Regions from separate parts of the Mus musculus genome. Here region 1 is linked to region 2. A link is a contact called in public ChIA-PET data. All regions are on one chromosome and are shown on one strand. The core of a region is the stretch at or near the end of the contact, and the rest is flanking DNA. Distances in the headings are between cores, read along the strand shown.

Region 1 (5,846 bases), core at 1,546-4,045, 120 kb before region 2:
TACACAAAGTATAGATAATAAAATACAAATTGCCTGCCTAGATTAAAGGCAATATCATTAGAAACCTAGAGTTCAAGGGCTGGAGTGATGCCTCAGCCATTAAGAGCATGTGCTGCTCTTCAAAGAACCCAGACTTGGACTGACTCACATCCAGTAGCTCATAACTGCCTTTAACTCCAGTTCCAAGGGATCCAGTACTGAATTCTAGCCTCCAAGGGTACCTGTACTTATGTGGTGACTATAACCACCACATAATACAGCATTATAATGAATTATGGTAATACAAACACATAAATGAAACTAAGTCTTCAAAAAGTAACAGTTTGAGGCCCTACTTCCTGCTCCCTGACTCCACCCCTCTGTCTACCTCTCTTCTCTAAAGCAGCTAACATCTCACATTGGCACTTGTCATTTCCACAGGGTCAGATTGTATCAGTTGTCTGCATAGTTGAGAACTATAAACTCAGACTGGGAATAGCCACTGTTTGCTTGGCTTGCTTTGTCTCTCATTCGAACATCTGGACTTGTTCAGATTAAATATCTTCAGGAATGGGGGAGTGAGCTTTTCATATAAATTGCCCACAATTTCCATATCTATTTCTAGAAGAGCCTACCAGACGTCAGCCTAAGATTGTTATGTTTGGCTCTCAGTTACAATTAGCTCCCCTGCTCTTCTGGGAACTGTTGCTGTTGCATAGATCAGAACATGGTGCCAAGCCCATGGGTGCCTGTGGCCATTTCTCAGAAGCACTACGATGCCCCTGCATGGACCTAGCATCCTCCTGATCCCATCAGTAATGAAATTCCAAATGGATTCGCTGATGCAAGCATGGATCACCTCGTCTCTATGCTATGTTGTAACCTACAAAAAAAAAAAAAAAAAAAGAGTGACTCTTGTTAACACTGGTCAGTACTGGGGCCAATGGGAGGAAAGAATCCCCCAAGTGTCCACTCTGCTGACCACAGTGATCCTTAATGGCAAACACTGTAGCTTATAACTAGGTGTGCTTTAGTGATGAAACTAACTGGTGTGTCTTTTGCTGTCTCGTTGTAAGGGCTCTGTGAATTTCAAATTTGGGGTTCTTTTTGCCAAAGATGGGCAGCTCACAGATGACGAGATGTTCAGCAATGGTGAGCAAGCATCCCCTCTGTACCCCCGCCAAGGGCAACCCTGCCTTTGACTGCCTTTCCCGCCGCTGAAACCAAATGTCTGCTTGGGCTGGAATCTCCAATACCAGGAGGCAGTTTACGGAATTTTGTAAGGTGGTTCTTGATCAGCTTCAGTCATATGCGTACGAGTCCCTGCAGTGGGCACTGGAGAACATAGCCAGGGGTGTGGGGAACACACACAAGTTTAGGAAATCTGGTTCTACAGAGTGCAAGATCTTCCCTTGCTGCTTCTGGCTGAGTTACTATAAAGACAGTATCATCTTCCTATATTTGTGTCTTTCATGTTACAACCCTGTCTATCATTGGGCAGAGCAACAATAGCCCCTTCATTCCTCAATACTGCATGCCCAAGGTCTGGTTCACCTGTCTGTTTGCCTTCCCTTGGGTTCCTGAAAATTACAAGACTTCCTTATAGCCCTTGGGTAAAAAGTGATGTGACCTCATGCTTTGATACTGTGCACATCAACAGCACCATTATCTGTGACTTCTTTATGGTTAAAAAATGAGGACCAGAGATTGACATCTGTGCCTTTTCTTGCAGAAATTGGAAGTGAAGCTTTTCAAAAATTTTTAAATCTCCTCGGTGACACCATTACTCTAAAGGGCTGGACAGGCTACCGTGGCGGTCTGGACACCAAAAGTAAGCATTCCCCTTGTCAAAATTAGTAACTTGTCAAAATAAGTAATTCTGTTACTTATACCCAAGAGAGGGAAACGAAAGAACCAGAAACTGGAGAGCCTGAGGATTATCCCAGGATGACACGATCAAGGTTACTGAGTCTATTTGTTGGCTTTATAAGACTAATCAGCCCTTGAAACCCATAGGAAGCACTAGGAGACACGATCAGCCAATACACAAATGAATGACATTTCCATCAACGAAGGACTACATCTGTTGTGGAATCTCATGAGGTTATAGAGCCTGGTAACATAGTCACAAGTGCAATTTGCCTCAGTGAGAGTCACACAGGAAAGTTGCCTTCCAACACAAGTCTCCATTGTCCCATAGCTGCATTTACCAATGAGCACCATCTGTATGCCAGAACCAGGCTAGGCTCAACATGACCCCTGCCTTGCAAGGAGCCTATAGTCCCCTGGATGGCACAAGCGCCAGTCACGTGAGTGACGGTTATGAAATAGCTTGGCAATCAGTGCTTACAGGATTGAGTTGGCGCAGAGAGTGCCACGGGCACTTTGCCGACTCTGGGGATTACAGAAGACTTCTCTGGGGGAACTTGGGAGTGATGAGTGGGAACAGTTGGAGAGTCTGGAGAAAAGAATTTCAAACAGGGAGCATCTGTGGAGTCCCTGAGGCTGAAAGAACATGGCGTGCTAGAAACTAAGAGAATGGCTTTCTGGCTGGAAGGAGCAAAGGGACCAAGAAAGTTGCAATTCGAATGAGAGACAAAGCAAGCCAAGCAAGCAGTGGCTATTCCCAGTCTGAGTTTATAGTTCTCAACTATGCGGACGACTGATACAATCTGACCCTGTGGAAATGACAAGTGCCAATGTGAGATGTTAGCTGCTTTAGAGAAGAGAGGTAGACAGGGGGATGGAGTCAGAGAACAGGAAGTAGGGCCTCAAACTGTTACTTTTTGAAGACTTAGAGAAGAGAAGAGGTGGCCCTGCAGGGAGTTTGAAGTCCCCTTGCATGTCACTGAGGTCCCCTTAGGGCAGATCTGCAGGGAAGATAATCTAGAGGGAACAGGCCAGAGGAGCCCCTAGAGAACCAGATCCCACAGTCTAAATGGGGGTAAGGGGACAGCTGTCGTGGCCAGGGAACAGCTGGCTGGCAGGGAGACAAGTGTATGAATTCCAGCACTGAGAATTCAGGCACAGGGTTCCATGATATTAGAAAGTGGAGATAGGGAGGAAGAAGGATTCTCATAGGGTCCCTGGATCTCTGGCCTGAAGTAGCTGGTAGAGAGCTGGGTTGGAAGGGAAAGCCCGGGAAGCAACGAGGTGGATGAAAGAGACTAGATGGCAAGCTCAGGCTCTAGCTGAGGAGCATTTCCAGCAGTTTGGGTTTCTGTGTTAGTCGCTTTGTTTGATCTTCCGTCAAACCTCAAAGAAAGTCAAGCAGGTGACACAGGCTCTTGTAGCCTAAATGTGGCAGACTTTCAGTCCAGGCAGCCTGACTACCTAACAGCTTTTCTTCCTAGAGGTGCACACAGATTCAGAGCATGACAGCCATGTGTGAGGAGGGCTGTGGAAAGGCCTTGGTTACCACCTTCCCCCTGACATGCTTTTTCATGTGTGTGATGTGTTCCTGAGCACCATGGTCAGCTCTCTGCTCACTGTAGGGGTCCTGAGTACCATCTCCTGAGCCCTCTGATCACCAGGTCTTCTGCCAGGTTAAGCACCTTGCAAGGACTATCTCGCTGAGTCTTCCCTGCATCCATTTCCAAATTATAAAACAGGATAAGAGAAAAATGGGATGACTTACCAAAAGTAGCATGGGGTCTGGGGAGATGGCTCCTCTGGAAAAGTGCTTGACATGTAAGCATGAGGACTGGAGGTTAATTCCAGCACCCCTTTTTAAAGGCCAGGTGTGGGGGTACATGCTTGTAATTCCAGCACTAGGGGAGATGGAGACAGGAGGATTCCTGGAGCTTACTAGACAGCCACTCAAGCCAAATCAGTGACCTCCAGGTTCAGTGAGAGACTCAGCTCAAATAAATAAATAAATAAACAAGCAAATATAGAAGGGGCTGGAGAGAGAGAGGGCTCGGTGATTAACAGCATTGGCTGCTCTTCCAGAAGACCTGGGTTCAAGTCCCAGCACCCACATGGCAGCTCACAACTGTCTATAACTCCAGTTCTAAGTGATCTAATGCCCTCCTTTGGATTCCATGGGCATTGCATACACATGATGCACAGACATACATGCAGGCAAAACACTCAAACACATAAAATTTAAAAAATAAATATTTTTAAAATGTATTAGTCCTTGGTTCAGTCCTCCAAGATTTGAAATAACTTGCACAACAATATGTAATTAACATATTGCTTTAAATCAAACAGCCAAACTTTAAGAAAAAATAAGGTAGAGAGCAATTGAAGCAGATACTATATATAGACCCCTAGACTCACCACACATGTAAACGCTAAGTAACAAAGCTTTAAAAATCAAATTACAAAAGAATGATAAAGCATTGGGGAGTGGAAAGGAGTAACCCAGCCAGTGAGGACTCAGGCTGGTTCGTCTACCTCCAGAGCCTGCGCCTTTACTCACTGTACAGTTCTTCAGAACCTCACCTTGACTTTTTGAGCCCCACAGCTTGTGTGAGCTGTACCCTTACCCCACGGCCACGGGAAGGGGAGGGACTGCAGCACGAGTAGGAGCCTCGTTCGAAGTAAAGAGTTAACCTCAGGCGAGCCTCTCCTGCTCCCCACAACTGATAAACCAGGTCTTTGAGAGTGTACTGGGAGCATGCCTTCATCTACATGCCCGTGTAAAACTCTGTGCCCACTGACTGTGTTCTTGTGTTTTACAGATAACACCACAGGGATCAACTCAGTCTATACTGTGTACCAAGGGCATGAGGTCATGTTTCACGTTTCCACCATGTTGCCATATTCCAAAGAGAACAGACAGCAGGTATGTGTGATATCGGGCTCTCCGAGGACACAAACGATCATGTGACTGAACGTGGATGAGCACTGCAGTGCTTTATACAATTAGAGACGAGGTGTGTTACCGTGAGCTCCACTTCAGTTACCAGCTACCAATTCAGGCACTTTTTAATGTCTGTGTGAACTGCAAACAAACAGGAAGCCTATTGGTACTGCCTCTGTCATCTTCAAGACAGGATCAGAGATAGTAGTGAGCCTGTGAGTGTACATGTGTAACTATGATTTTAAAGACTCTACGTCTATGCTGCATTGTCATAACAAAATACCTGGAGCCTGGGAACGTTATAAAGAAGTTTATGTAGCTCAATGTCATGTTGTTTCAAGAGCACTGGTATTCCGAGCTCTAGTGAGACCCTCAAGGTGGTTAGTATGTGGTACAGACAAAGAAGAAATCACAAGGCATAGAGGAAGCATGAGAAACCCAGGTTAGGTTACAGACAGGCCTAACTGAGCAAGAATGAACTCCCATGAGAAACATGTTAACCCCAACCAAGACCTTATCACCTCACACCAGGCTCCCCTCTAAAGGCCCCCATCTCTTAGCTACTCCACGCTTGCAGTCAGGCTTCCAGTACTGAGAGGTCTGCTCAAACCATAAGGAGACACCTTGCAGGCTGGTCTGTACTTAACATGTCTTCTCCCTGTGACTTCTCTCAGTGTGCCTTTGGCCTTGTCAAAATTGCCTCTGTGTTAACTCCTGCTGTGACGTCCTTAGATGGCAGAGTGTGATAATTGAAGCGTTTCCTCCCCATGTTGACTTTGGTCAGTGGCGGTTTATCACAGCAAGAGAAATCCTAAGACAGATGGTTGTGTGGCATTAGAAGCAGTTTTCAGGTTGAAGTTGAAGGTAACCATGGCTGTCTACATGGTCTGGCCATGCTGGGTTGTTCCCTCAGTGTTCTCCTTTCCCAACCCAGAGGTTGGCCATTTTCAGGAGAAAAAAATCCAAACTGTTAGAATTTAGATACAAAAAATATATGGGATGCTGGGTTTGGTTTGGTTTGGTTTGGTTTGGTTTGGTTTGGTTTGGTTTGGTTTGG
Region 2 (6,422 bases), core at 1,581-4,080:
AGTTTCCCACTAAACTCCCAGTGAATGTGGCTGACCCACAATCACCATCAGCAAGCCACCACCCGCTGGCACAGAGTCAAAGAAACACAACGTGGATGATGGAGGACGCATATGCCACCTGGAGAAGCTAGGTATTCCCAAGGTGACATGACGGTCCACCAGGGCGACACGTCATCAGACCTGACAGAGGTTTGAGCCTCAAAGACAAAAATCTCCACATTCAAAATCTGGGCCTAGCGTCAAAAGCTTGTCACCTTAGGAACTCGGGAGGCTGAGGCAGGAGGATCACAAATCCAAGTCTAGCCTGGGTCGCGTGTACGACATCGTCTCAAAGAGTAAAGGAGACTAGAGTCGCAGCTCGCTGACAGAGTGCTCATCAAGTGTGGATGAGAGTTGAGTGAAGCCCTAGGTTCGATCCCCAGCATGCCAGAATCAAATCTGGGTTTGCAGAAGTAAAACTTAGAGAAGAATCTGCAGGAGTCGGACGGTCATGGATTTGACTCTGATTCTTCAGCAGAATAACAGGCAGGCAAGTGAAGGATTGCACTCTGAGGAAGCTGGCCTGGCCCCGGAGGGCTGGCTGTGTGCAAGCATCTGCCAGTGGCTTCTGACCCGCCTACCTCGGATCTTGCTGGCCAGATGCTCCTTGGAGGTGATGATCTGGTCCATGTCGGTGCGGATGACTGCCTCCATGGCCGGCCGGGCCCGCTGCAGCTTACACAGCACGTCCTCAAAGTGCACCTTGGCCTGTTCAAATACCAGGCGGTACACAGCGTCCGAGATCTACGGAGACAATGGAGGTGTCGGCGCCGGGGCTGGGGACCGAGTGCCGGCTGTTCCCTGTCAACACCCATGTCCCCGCCAAGGGGTCCCAGGCCCACACACCTGGATCCACTGTCGCTGCCGCTCCTGAGGCTTTCCCTTCAGCCGTGGGCCAAGCTCTGCCTTCAGCGCTGGGCCCAGCTCCTCCATCACCAGGTTGCTTAGGATCTAGGACGGAGAGACAGGAGAAGGAGCAGGGTTAGTGTCTGTCCATCCATCTGGCTTGTTTCTCTGAATCTCTCCAGCCACACTAGGACTTTGCTCTGTGGCGCTATCTCCCAAGCACATCCTACAGGTGTCTGCCTGTGGTGTCGGTCTCCTGTGAGGCAAAGCTACTGAGGAAGGGGGCTGTGGCCATCTTGTCCAGAACTGCCCTGCCCTCCGGGACTCAGGGACACGAGTGGACAGATTAACAGGGGTTCCCATTTACCCAAATCTGTTCTTGCCATCTCTTCCCAAACCTGCTGTACCCTAGAGCCCCACTTCTGATGCAGCCTTACCCACTAAGCCCCAGGGTGACTCCCGAGGACCCCTCACACGGCCCTCTGACCTCACCTGCACCTCGTTGCCACACAGCATTTCCCAGGTGCCGTACTGCTCCTTTGACTGGCGGTACATGCGGATGGCGTCTGTGAATGCAGGGCCCTCCACCTTTGAGTTCTCCGGGATCCCTGCCCAGGACAGAAGGAGAGAAAGGGGTCAGCAATGGACCTTCCAGTCGTCCGCCAAGACTACCCAGCCAGGGCATGCACAGCAGGAGAAGGCCGTGGTTCACCCTGTAGCACCATGGCAACCCCTGCTACCCATCCCTCTCCGAATCTCCTTCGTCCTCCAAGATACCACCACCCTGACCCAGCACAGCCATTAACCCACCCCACAGAAAAACAGCTGAGAGTAATGAACAGCCAAACGAGGTGAGAAAAGCCATCCAGCCCTAAAGACTGCACGGCATAGCTCTAGGACACCTGAGACTCACATTCTAGCCCTGCTCCCCACATGTGGCTGCATTCGTGTCCTGTGACCCTCCCGTGGTGTGACAGACGGTAAATATTTCCAGCTGCACAAGCCAGACGGCCTCTGTCCCAACGCTAGACCTAACATCCAGGTTGCAAACAACAGAGCTTTTCTTTGTCAATACACCTTGCTGCAAAAGTAGGCCGGGGGCTGAACCTGACCCGTGCACTGCTTTCTGGACCTTGAACCCCAAAAGAGCCTCAATTTGCTCTTATGGGAACAATGACCCTATCCTGCCCCCCCCCAACATGCTCTAGGGACCTCTGAGCTGCAATGTGCAGACAGTGAGCTACAGGAAGTCCAGAAGGATAGCACCAGGGCCTCTTGAATAACACTTTGTGTGGTTTTGGTTTTTTTGAGGTCCTGGAGATGGGACCCAGGGCCCTGAGTATGTCAGGCAAACACTTGACCACTGAGCTGCAGGCCCAGCTCCTCAAGTGCACTTTCTATCAGAAGCTGAGGAGCTATTTCTCTTTAGAAATGGGCCCCAGGTCTGGCTTGTCTATGTACCTTATTTGTACAGACGCTAAAACTTTACTGACTGAAGGGCTGGGGCTGCAGCCCAGTGGCAGGGTGTGTCTAATCTGCATAAGGTCCTGAGTTCAGTTCCTGGGTGGGAAAGAAGGATGGAAGAGAAAATTGGGAGCGTGACCATTGCTAACGAGTAGGAAAACATGCTTTTTCTACGTTGCTGTTGCTACTGGTGGTGATGGTGGCCTGTGTCACAGGGCAGGAGAGTAAATAAACAAGTTGTTTACCTAGCTAGGAAAACAAGAGGAAACAAGAGGCGGGAAGTGGCCACATTCAAGTAGGGAGAGAGGATGGTTAACACGCTAGCCCTAGCCACGTGCCTCTGACCACGGTGTCCCCGGAACCCAAGAAGGAGAAACTGCAGTTCATGCGTCACAAGCCACAGCGCCCACTGCAGTGACAACAGGCTGAGTCACCCTACAGAAAAGAGCCCCTCCCTTCCCCACAGCCAGCCGCCCACAGGAATCACTGTCTGTCAGAGCCAGAGGACATTCTACCACGGGACCCAGAGACTCAGAGCCAACAGCACCCATCCCTGCATTGGAGGACCCACAGGGCGAGGCTCGGGGCAGAGCAGAGGTGTATCAGCAGAAGTAGTACCCAAGTCAGGGCAGCCAATGTGGGCCTGAGAGGAAGCCCCAGCCAGGCTCTCAGAAGGACACGCTCTCCTGGAGTCTGAGTTCTGTCTGGGAGATCTGGCAATATATAAATTACCAAGGCTAGAAATTTCCATCCTGCGTGTAGCAAGGAAGATGCAACGAAGCAAGCGAGCGTGCAGGTCAAGGGTGCCCCAGCAAGGGAGGGTGGCTTGGTGGGTGGCACAATGGGCGGGGCAGCAGCAGGGATGCTCCCAACTAAGGACCTTCCCCATTCTGCACAACCAGCTACTTGTGAGCCTGCTGTGTTCACGGGCAACGCACCCCAGAACAGGGCTGAATTTAGAACAACTCATCTTTCCTAAGAGCGAAGCTCAACAGAGAGGTCAGGCTGAGCCACATCTAGTTAAACCGATATCTTCATGAAAAAGGAAATTTTGATTTTATTTTTGGTTTTTCAAGACAGGGTTTCTCTGTGTAGCCTTGGCTGTCCTGGAACTCCCTCTGTAGACCAGGCTGGTCTCAAACTCACAGAGATCCACCTGTTTCTGCCTCTGCCTCCGGAGAGCTGGGATTAAAAGCATACTTATCCACTGCCCAGCTTCAAATTTATTTGTTTTAGTGTGCATATGTGTGTGTATATGTATGTATGTATGTATGTATGTATGTAAATATATGTGTGTGTATATGTGTATGTGTGTGCGTATATGTGTGTGCGTATATGTATGTATCTGTATGTATATGTGTCTATGTGTATGTATGTATGTGTATATATGTGTCTGTGTATGCATGTGTATGTATGTGTGTATGTATATGTGTGTATGTATGTATGTATGTGTGTGTATGTATGTGTGTGAATACATGTGTATGCTTTCACTCATCCATGTATGTCCATGTTGAGGCCAAAGGTCAATGTGAAGTGTCTTCTACCATTCTCCATCTCATTTATTTTTAAATTTAATTTAATTTTATGTGTATGAGCATTTTGCCTGCATGCATGTCTAGGTACTAGACATAGGAAACTGGATATGAGCCACATGTGGGTGCTGGGAATCGAACCCAGGCCCTCTGGAAGGCAGCCAGTGCTCATAACCACAGAGCTGTCTCAGCCCCTCCACCTTATGTTTTTAGACAGAGGCTCTCACTGAACCTGGAGTCCGTGTCAGCTGGGCTGGCTGGCCAGGGAGCCCCTGGCGTCTGCGTCGGACTTTGATGTGGCTGTTAGGGATCCAGACTCAGACCCTCCGGCTTCACAGCAAAACTTCATTCACCGAGGCTGCCCTGTGCTCGCTCCCTCGCTCCCTCACTCCCTCACTCCCTCGCTCCCTTGCTCCCTCGCTTGCTTTTGAGACAGCCTTAGCCCAGAATGGCCTGGAACTCACCATGCTGCTCCCATCTGAGCCATCACACCTCTCCCAGAAAGGAGGGGATGGATGGTCTACTGGAAGCAGACTCACTATGTAGTCTTGGCGTTGAGTTGACAGAGATCTGAGGCAGAATGATCACTCTGAACATAGAAGTTTGAGGCCAGCCTGGACAAGACTCTGCCTCAGAAAAAAGGAAAAAAGAAAAACCAGTGTGTTCAGCAGAGGAATGAGCCTGCTACAGACACCAACCTGGTCCTCTCCAGTCTACTGGACTAGAAGAAAGCACATTTCTGTTGTGTAAGCCACCCAGGCCCAGCCTGAAACTTCACTTGCATCAGCCCATTTCATCCTTAAAGGAGGGGGAATGGGATGGAGTGGGGGCTAGTCTCAGCTTCAAAGAAACTGAGGTTCTAGCACGTGTGCAGTGTGTCTGGTGGTGATGTGTATCATGCCTGCACTGAGGGAGGTGGGGGGGGAGTCAAGGCAGGAGGAATACAGCAAGTTCAAGGCCAGCCCAGGTTAAGTATCAAGACTGTCACAAATATCAGGACATTTGGAAAGACGGCTCAGCGGTTAGGAGCACTGACTGCTCTTCCAAAGGTGAGTTCAATTCCCAGCAACCACATGGTGGCTCACAACCATCTGTATGGGATCCAGTGCCCTCTTTTGGTGTGTCTGAGGACAGCAACAGTATATTCATATACATAAATTAATACATCTTCAAAAAATAATTTAAAAAAAACTGTCTCAAATCGAGACTAGGATGGGCAAAGCCACTGACTTTCAAGCACATGGCTGGGGGTGGGGGCTAGTTAAATGGGGCTGGAACCCAGGACCTCCTTAGTCTAGGCAGAGCCCAAGCCGGAGCAGGACATGGACACCAGGCCTAGGACAAAAGTGAGTGCCCTGCTGCCTCCTGACACCCCCACTGCTCCAGGAATGCAGCGTGTGAAGGGGGCCCTAGCCAGGCTAGCCGCCACCCACCTTGGCCTCCTTCCCTGACCCATCCACCCCCACTTCCTGGCAGGGCCAGGACTGAGCAATTCCAGGCCCCATGAATTCCAGGCCCAGTCTCAACAGGGGAGGAAGCAGAGAACTTTCTCACAGTCCTGGGTTGGAGGGAAGGGCCATGCCTGGAACTGGCCTTGTCAGTTCCTGCAGGGGGTAAAGAGAGCTGGCCTGGGGGTGGGACTTTCTGTCACAGTCTTTTATGTGTCCACTCCAGCCCAGGACACACAGAACCTTCCAGCTTGCTGTGTGCCAGACTGGAGGCTCACAGCTCTGAGCCAGCTCATCCCCCCCCCACACACACCAATATTCCCAGTCCCTACTGTAATATCCCACGGGGAACTGAACAGTGTCCCCTTCCTACTCAGTCCTGTCCTCACCCTTCCCCTACCTGACCTAGGGTCCCCTACTCGGTCACAGCAGGTAAGCCAGCAGCCCTGGGAACTTTCAGAGGACTCATGGGCCAGCAAGGAAGGAGGGTGTCCCAGGCCAGGCAGCCAGAGCCTGAGCCAGAGCCACAGCCCCAGGGACCTGGGAACAGGAGCTCTTTGTGGGCAGCAGGGCAGGGCCCAGCCCAGGTGGCAGGGCTTGGCCTGGCTGAAGAGCCGGTTGCCTCCCAGTGGACAGATGCCAGAGGGTGGAGGCCTCTGTAGAGAGGTGGGGTGAACTGGGTTCAGTCAGGTGCCCACGCTCCCCTCACTACGAGGTAGAGCTGTGCCTGAGAGCAAGGTAAAGCCGCTCTGGGCCTCCCTCTGCCTCTGGGACCACATCAGCAGGACAGGGCAGAAAGGCCTTCACTACTACCTCACACTGGGGGACAAGCCTAAACGTTTATAATTCCTCAGAACTCTAGAAGGCCCTTCCAGACCTGGCCTGATGGCTCCCCTCCAGCCTCACTTCGTCTCTCTCTGTCTGTCTCTGTTGTGTTCTCTCTCTCTCTCTCTCTCTCTCTCTCTCTCACACACACACACACACACACACACACACAGTATTGTCTCTGTTCCCAGCCACCCTTTATGGGGGCCACAGCCTCTTTCGGGGAGCACTTGCCCAACCTTGCCTATCCATCACCTCCACAGGTGGA

The links. ChIA-PET counts read pairs in DNA pulled down with a chosen protein or histone mark.
Region 1: a contact with region 2 is called in an RNA polymerase II ChIA-PET map of memory CD8 T cells, with 10 read pairs. The contact joins two enhancer-like sites. A contact is called at or near these places in 1 of 115 datasets of contacts at active chromatin or transcription factors (memory CD8 T cells) and 3 of 9 other capture datasets (adipose tissue, liver and pancreatic islet).

The regions. Positions count from the first base shown.
Region 1 is chr2:33,029,995-33,035,840 of GRCm38.p6, reverse strand. Garnl3 (GTPase activating RANGAP domain-like 3) reads left to right here. Exons shown (of 30, transcript NM_001355200.1): 10 at 1,056-1,131; 11 at 1,712-1,810; 12 at 4,668-4,771. Among named protein-coding and RNA genes, the nearest start is that of Slc2a8, 51 kb to the right of the region's middle. Within about 2 kb of position 2,795, at least 31 of the 459 cell types and tissues checked have an H3K27ac peak or open chromatin away from gene starts, as enhancers often do. A contact at or near this core is called in memory CD8 T cells, where this site is marked.
Region 2 is chr2:32,914,064-32,920,485 of GRCm38.p6, reverse strand. Niban2 (niban apoptosis regulator 2) reads right to left here. Exons shown (of 14, transcript NM_146119.2): 6 at 1,378-1,493; 7 at 886-990; 8 at 621-783. Among named protein-coding and RNA genes, the nearest start is that of Gm13523, 34 kb to the right of the region's middle. Within about 2 kb of position 2,830, at least 164 of the 459 cell types and tissues checked have an H3K27ac peak or open chromatin away from gene starts, as enhancers often do. A contact at or near this core is called in memory CD8 T cells, where this site is marked.